2 separate regions of the Callithrix jacchus genome follow, and region 1 is linked to region 2. A link is a contact called in public Hi-C data. All regions are on one chromosome and are shown on one strand. The core of a region is the stretch at or near the end of the contact, and the rest is flanking DNA. Distances in the headings are between cores, read along the strand shown.

What was found. A called contact is a pair of places that touch in the nucleus more often than the background predicts.
Region 1: a contact with region 2 is called in a Hi-C map of skeletal muscle, with 9 times the contacts expected there. The contact joins two enhancer-like sites. A contact is called at or near these places in 3 of 3 Hi-C or Micro-C datasets (induced pluripotent stem cells and skeletal muscle).

What each region holds. Positions count from the first base shown.
Region 1 is chr3:155,643,436-155,647,416 of calJac240_pri, forward strand. The region is part of intron 4 of LOC118152327 (a long non-coding RNA gene); the gene reads left to right. Among named protein-coding and RNA genes, the nearest start is that of PTTG2, 220 kb to the right of the region's middle. Within about 2 kb of position 2,591, at least 2 of the 16 cell types and tissues checked have an H3K27ac peak or open chromatin away from gene starts, as enhancers often do.
Region 2 is chr3:155,148,729-155,152,861 of calJac240_pri, forward strand. It overlaps KLF3 (KLF transcription factor 3), which reads right to left. Exons shown (of 6, transcript XM_078367392.1): 2 at 3,327-3,422. The coding sequence starts at 3,383. Among named protein-coding and RNA genes, the nearest start is that of KLF3, 18 kb to the right of the region's middle. Within about 2 kb of position 2,848, at least 3 of the 16 cell types and tissues checked have an H3K27ac peak or open chromatin away from gene starts, as enhancers often do.

The DNA of each region.
Region 1 (3,981 bases), core at 1,341-3,840, 490 kb after region 2:
GAACCTGTGTCTGTCTGTAAAGCACTTATTAAAGTGACTGACATAAAGTAAGCCTCAATAAACAGGAACTATTAACAGCTCATTGTTATTGAAGGATAGTTAGGGCCTCTTTGTGAGTTCAGGAGTTCAGAACAATAAGGAGTCTGACTGGACTAATGGAAAGGTTCCGATACACATCTTTGTAAATGGATACTTTCCACAACAATGCACAGCGCAAGTGGGATCAGTCACCTGGTAGTCAGATGTGTACAAGTCACGGAGAGTGAGACAGTTCTGCTCAGGACCTCAGGAACCCAGCCTGATTTCCTGGTTCAAAATCACACCTGTGAAACTCTATCCAGGTGGGAAATTCTTCTGGTTGACTCTCCTGGAGCCACGGTTCATTATCAAGTTATTTCTCTGGGTCACCCTGAGGTTGCCTCCTTAATTAATGCAACAGCCAAAGGAGGCCAGACCCAGGAACTTAGCTGCACAGCCTTTTGCCTAAAAGTCCATAATAACACCTCTTCTTTGTTGAACACTTACTATGTGCCAGGCACCGTGCAAACAGCCTTATGTGCATTCGTTTATTTAATCCTCTAATGGCGGTCTGGAGGAGCAGCTAAAATAATCCCCATGAAAGACGCAGAATCTCGGGCTTGTCAAAGCCCAGTCATTCATCCAACATCACAGCTAGGAAGTGGTGGAGCCAACATTCCAGGTCTTTCTGACTCGAGTGCCGGAGCTGTTACCACCAGGATATACTTCACAGCAAACCATTAATCTCACATTTCTCTACCATGCCACATGTGTTTATACTGCACCTGAGAATAAAAGGCGGTTTAAAATTCTTCCTTTTCTCATCTGCTGAAGAGCAGCACAGCTTGTGGCCGGCCACCAATCAGGCCCTACCTTGCTCCAGGTTTTCCAGAATACTCCTCAAATCCTCCTTGTATCCCATCACTGCTTACCCCAGTTCCTGCTCAGGATTTTTTCTGTACTTTCAAAAAACAACTGCAATGTAGCAATTAGTTTAAATCACTCTTAGCTAAGAATCCTGTTTTCAGGAGCACCTGGTTGGAGCAAGAGTGCCACCTGGTGGAAGATTTGGGTCACTGCCAACAAACGTTTCTTGGGGAAAGGTGGGCAGGCTGGACCTGAGCAGTGCTCCTACTGCCTGGAACTATTCCTGGACAGCTGCAAGAACTAACTCAGCAATGCCCAGGTACCGGTTCTACTGCAATTCACCTGTGTTGGTCAAATACAAGTTTGGGACTTTGAGGGGATGCATTTCTTGGCTCCAAAGAAAGCCCAGGATGGGGATTAGGATAAAGTAAGTGAGACAGAGTCTTGCAAGTACAGGAGGGCATCCTGGCTTTACTTAAAACGTTAATGTTTTATTCACTATGAACTTTTTGCATTTTGATTTTTTTTAACTGCATTAAAATCTGATTTGTCTGGATTCCTGAGTTGTGGGTACCCTCTTGCATTTCGTACCCACAACAAATGTCTCGCTTGCCTCCCTCTAGGATTAGTCCTGTCAAAGCCCTCTGAGAAAGGATTCTGCTTCCTTTCAAAGCTATGGCTATAAGGAGGTGACCACCGGCTCCCATCACTTCCCCACACATCTGTCTCCACTTTTCCTCATCTGAGAACGGCCTTGGTCCACCTCTATCATCTCTGCGGCCCCTCCTGCTCTAGTTGATACACCAACCCAAGTCAAAAGAAAGTACGCAAACCAGTATACACACTCGAGTGTAACAAGTGAATAAATGGCAAGAAAACACAGTGTGCCAAACACTGATCTGGTCGCAGATTACCGCTCCTTTGGCAGGCAACTAACAAGCCAAGCTACAAAGCTGCTTCTGCTTTTCCCAGGTCCAGGACCATCAAGTCATAAGAAGTCAGGGCAAAGGATATTTGCCAACACTCTGCCCTCACCCAAACTTGGCCACAGCACATGGAAGGTCACCTCGTAACAATTCTTTCTCAACAGTGTCCAAACTTAATGCCCACATCAGGCCAGATCACCATAAAGCTCTATGTCTGGGCTGGCTTATTCCAGTCTGGCTCACAGTCTAAGGCTGGTAGGAGGTCTTTACCTGCAGTGCATGCATGGGCATGAGGGGTCACGAGCATGGTTCTGGAAACCCTTGAAATTTTAAGCAAATTATGTGCATCTTCTGGGGAGACAGCTTATTATTTTCCTCTGATTTTCCAAGGAGCCTTTGACTCTAAAGGGTAAGAATCACAACAGTCGTAATGGAGTCTTCAGCCTTTATCAAGGGTCTATGTGAGAACCAGCAACAAGAAATACCTTCCTCAGCATGGCCTGGTGAAAACAAGCATCAGTGGGCTACTCTGAGGCATGTAAACCATGTTGGGCCATCTCAATGCAAAGATCCAAGCGTTTCTTAGCGTACAGAAGAAGGAAGAGTTTTTCTCTCTTGATAAACTGGAATCTCACCTGGGTATAGAATAGGATAATCCGTGTTTCCTTCTTTGCCTTTTACTGCTAGCTTGAACTCTTTTTCAACCTCACCATGGCTGTCAGGCAGTTCTTTTTTGCAAGCTCTAGACTTTCCTCTGAAATGCCTTTTCCCCACTTGGCATCCTCACTCCTCCTGTAAGACCTGGCCCTTGTGTCAGCCTACTCAACACTTCCAGGCAGAGCTGAGCACATACACACACTTCTGATATTAAGCAGATCGGTTTTCTAGAATGATGTGCATATGTATCTATCTTCCTCACAAGAGCCCAGGAGCGCATGAAATCCAGTCTTATTGGTTTTGGTACCCTCAGCACCTAGCACAGATCGGTGTGTAAAAACAAACGTTCAATGAGAGGATAAATCAATCCATGGATGAATGAGCAAATAATTATAGTATGTGTTTTCCTAAAATATTCTTTGACTTTTTCAACAATGTGTGAGCCTCAGTAATAACGATTGACAGGCAGAGCAAACAGATTCCCCCACAGCCCCCAGTGCCTTCATTTCCCAGATGAGGAAAGTGAGATTGCAACAGACATCAGCAGAGGAGTCCAGCAGCTCCCCCAGGAGCCACACCCAGGCCAGCCGCCGGCCACTCCGTGGCTGTGTTCTAAGAACACGCAGCACCTCCACAGCACTTGGCAGGTTTTGCCACAGGCATGCCACTTTGCCTTGCTTTTTGCTCTTTTCCCTCCTTTTGCTGCTCCCTGGTTTAGGGTCCTCCCCACCTGTGCTCAGAGCACATAGTAGGGAGACAACTGAGCAGGAGAATTCACAGGAGAGAAAGTATGGTGGCTGGCAGATGCCCACTGTATCCCCAGCAGGGTCTGGAAACCTCAGTCTTCATGATCCTTTGTCATCAACCATAGTAAGAGTTCCCATTACTATGGGAACTTGGTTAATTCCCATTAACCAAGTAATGGGAAACGTGTTGACTCTTTCAACTTATTTCAACATCAGGATGCAGAGAGCTGATTCATGCCCAGAAGTGCATGACCCATGAGCCTAAATAGCTGGGTTTACTCTGCTTCTTCTCACTGGAATTAGTCTGATAAAAATCTCAGGGCGGCCAGGCGCAGTGGCTCACGCCCGTAATACCAACATTTTGAAAGACCAACATGGGCTGATCACGAGGTCAAGAGATAGAGACCATCCTGGGCAACATGGTGAAACCCCGTCTCTACTAAAAACACAAAAAGTAGCTGGGTGTGGTGGCGCGCCTGTAATATCAGCTACTCGGGAGGCTGAGGCAGGATAATCACTTGAACCCGGGAGGTGGAGGTTGCAATGAGCCAAGATCGCGCCACTGCACTCCACCCTGGCGACAGAGCGAGACTCCATCTCAAAAAAAAAATCTCAGGACGGCTCCCCTCAACAAGCAACGTCAACAATTTTTTTTAATACAGGTAAATCAAGAAAGGACCTAGGTTTTGATTCACTGGGGTTTTGTTTTGTATTTGTTTTTATTTATTTTAAAGACAGGGCCTTACTCTGTCATCCAGGCTGGAGTG
Region 2 (4,133 bases), core at 1,598-4,097:
AAGGTATAGAAAAATATACCAATTATTTTGAACTTTGAGAAAATGATTTTAATTGTGACAGGGAAAGAGGTACAAGGTTTAGATAATTTCCCAAAGCTCTATCACTTATGCTAAGGTGATAACTGCATACGTTTCTTGTTTTATTAGGAATAGTTTTGGTGAGTTTTCCATTGTAAGAGTTTCAGTGGATAAAGTGACTGAAACGTGAATGAAATCTCTATTTCCCTATTCATCAACACGAAAAAAAGTGAATGTCTGTGACACGGCAAGTCAAAGGCATCTTCATCCAAGAGAGGGTTCCAGGCACAGGAAGGCGTGGTGCATATATAAACACACACTCTGGAAAGAGCAAATGGCATGCACCCCCATGGAAACAGAGGTAGAAAGCTCTCTTTCTACCAGGCTTGAAAGTGCCATGAAGAGTTTCTGTTAGAACACCACAGAGGAAACTACTCATTTGACAAACTTTACTATCCATAAGGAGTCTGTTAGATGACAGAATATAATTAATCCCATCTTCAAAAGTAATCTTTCTACAGGAATAGAAGAGTACTTTTTGTTTTATTTTTGCAATTTGTTTTCTTGCTAACTTCCTGAATTAAATCCTTTAATTTTCAATCTTTTGGGAAACAGTAAAAAATAAAGAAAACCCACAATTTATGTACATGTGCATTTTTTTACACACAGTTTCATATTTTGTAATTAAAAAAAAAAAAACCCAAAAAACAAAAAAAACCCCACAAAACCGGAAGCTCAGATTGCTGCTGGTGATTTGTCAACACTGGGTGGACAGCGAGTAGCAGAGATTTAAGGCACAGACTTGGGGAGGCAAAGTCTATTCTGTTCCTCATTCTTGCAAATTTTAATAGTGTGACCCCAAGCCTCACAGCACAAGGCTTAGTGGAGAACAGTATGAGCGCTTATATTTGGTTAAGAGGGAAATGACACGTAGCAAAAGACCAAATGAGCAGACTGCTTCTGCTGTGCTCTCCTTTTAGGGGGCGGGAAGAAGGGGAGAAATAAGTTATCATAAAATATTTTTATTCATAGTAGAAATTAAAATGTTTTTACAATGTCCTATTGTGCCTTAATGTTTACAACACTGACTTGAATAGCCAAAGACTTTGATCTTCAGGTCAAAGACTGAATTTGGAAAAGAAAAGCAATAATAAATTAGGTTTAATATCCTTCACCTATGAAGACAGAAAAGATGAAATTTGAAGATTTAAGAGTAGGAACAAAAGCTTTTTAATTTTTTAAAGTAAAACCATTTTAACACCCCACTCCTCAAATGTTTCTGTTAACTGAGGTTTCACTGAATTAAGAAAAAAAGACTTCCTGCTGAAAAAAGTTAAAACCAAAAAAAGAAAAAAAACCCAAAAACACCTTCATTTTAAGGACTGGCAGTAACTTTTGGTGAAACTCAATTCTAAAAATGCCAGTTACAGTTGAAATCTAGCACATGAAGGAGGAAAAGATCATTAACTGCAAAAACATGTCTACATATTTTAACTTCGTGCATTAACATGTTATAACAATGCGGGCTTAACAGTGACTTCAAATTCATTTTACTCTACATTTTTTTCAGTTAAGTGCATTTCCTCACACTTAATTATACATATCACACCAATTTAGCACTGTGGATCTTCCCTTTAGCTTTCTATTGGACTCTTGAGCCTGATTTTCATGCCTGATTAAAAGCACTGGAAGTACACTGAACGGTAAAATGCATCACTGGTGGCTCTGCACCGTTTGTAAAATCAATCATTCTCCAGTGCTGAAAACCTCTATTCCTATTCCAAAAATATAATTAATGGGGAAATTTTATACCTTCATTTTCCTCTAACGTGGTGATCATGCAGTAATGGCGGGGAGGGGGATTTGATGAATACAATGACAGTACCGTGTAACATTCGAAGTAATTTAGTTTTCTGGCCAGGCTCGGTGGCTCATGCCTGTAATCCCAGCACTTTGGGAGGCTGAGGCAGGTGGATCACCTGAGGTCAGGAGTTCAAGACCAGCCTGGCCAACATGATGAAACCCTGTCTCTATTGAAAATACAAAAATTAGCTGGGTGTGGTGGTGGGTGCCTCAGCTACGGGGGAGGCTGAGGCAGGAGAATCACCTGAACCCTGGAGATGGAGGCAGCAGTGAGCTGAGATCACACCACTGCATTTCAGCCTGGGCAACAGATCAAGACTCCATCTCAAAAAAAAAAAAAAAAAAAAGAATAATTTAGTTTTTTGATTAATAAAATCCTTATTGCTCGGTTGCTACCATATTCAGACACTCGGCTACTCAGTTATCATGCTGGAATGTAAATGTTATTTCCTTAAAGCCCCTCTGTCTTAACTCCCATTATAGATACTGGTAAACACTTCACTGGCTTAGTAATATCCATGGCAACTCAGCTCCAAGGGCCTTGGAGTGACCCCCGTGTCTTGTATAAACATTTTTGGCAGGAACCTCCAGAGCCAATGCATAAGGATGATCTAATTTTGCAAGCGTGTTATTACCAACCTTCAGATACACAACTTGGGCCAAGCTTTCCCCCTTGTGAATATTTTCCAAGCCCGTGGAAGAAAAGAGCAAGACAGAGTGGGGGCGTTGCCTTGTTATTCAATATTCACTCAAGCAGATCTCTCAAGTTGAAACCACTCCTGTCTCTGAAGTCAAGACACCTTTTTCTGTCACCATGTCTCCCCTCCATGGCACTGATGTTGTACCTACAGAAACCTTGCTAGTCCCTGGTGGCCTAAAAGCAGCTAGTGGCCTGGCTCACAGGAGGGGCTGGCTTGGCGCTAAGGTGCTGAAAAGGACAATGAACTTAATTCCTACACAGCCAGTCTCTTCCAAGTAAATGAGATTCTGTCCTCACTGCCAAGTTCTTTCTCTCGCTGGCTTCCCTCAGTCATCTTTCATATAGTCACAGCTCCATATGGCTGTTGTCATTGGTTTTAAGCAAATCATTCTATTCTTAATATATTTTTACACACAAAAGGGCTGAGGAATTTTTGTAAACTTACTTCTGTACCAAGAGGATTTGCCTATGGCCTAAGTCCTATGCTGATTATATCTTACGGGGATGCCAGGCACAGGTCTTAAGGAAGCACAGAACCCATTTATTAAAGGACCCATAGCAGCTAGGACAGTAATTCCCTCACTCATACCTAGGGATTCTATTGAATCCCTAGGGATGTTGAGAAAAAGTTTGCCTATGAAATGCCTGTCAAGTAATGAGTGATTCTAAGGAGTAATTCAACACACAATAATGTTATCATCACTTGGAAAAAATAAGGTGAGCTGTTCCATTTTGGAAGACTTACCACTGAGACAGGGTCCATGGCCTCTTGCTTGACAGGAACTGGGTCAAACATGAGCATTCTTTTAGTTAAACCTTCTAGGGTGCTCTGGTGTATGGCCTAGAAAACAAAACAAGGTATCCATCTAAATCTCAAGGGTACTTTAAAGACAAACTAGTAAAAATAAAATATAGGCTGGGCGCAGTGGCTCACCCCTGTAATCCCAGAACTTTGGGAGGCTGAGGCAGGTGGATCACCTAAGGTCAGGAGTTCGAGACCAGCCTGGCCAACAAGGTGAAACCCCGTTTGTACTAAAAATACAAAAATTAGCTGGGTGTGGTGGTACATGCCTATAATCCCAGCTACTTGGGAGGCTGAGGCAGGAAAATTGCTTGAACCCGGAAGGCAGAGGTTGCAGTGAGCCGAGATGGTGCCACTGTAACTCCATCCACTGGGTGATGTGGCAAGACTCCATCTCAAAAAGAAAAAAAAACAAACAAACCATAAATAAATAAATAAAAAGTAAAATAAAATATAATACTCCTCATTCCACCTTTCCACTCCTTTTTTCCCCCACCCCTAGAATGGCTGGAATTGGTTTCCCTTACCTATGAAAGATGCCATTTACATAATTAAAATCAGACTCCTTGGTCATAACCAGATGAGAAGCAACCAGCGTTTCTAACTCAATACATAAACCCTGACATTTCTGGAACAATATGTACGGCCCCTTCTGAGCGGCAAAGCTTGCTTGGATTGCTGGGCAACTCTTTACAGAGGTTCACATTACATGTGATGGTTAAGCACCTTCCCCTTTCCCCTTATGTTGGT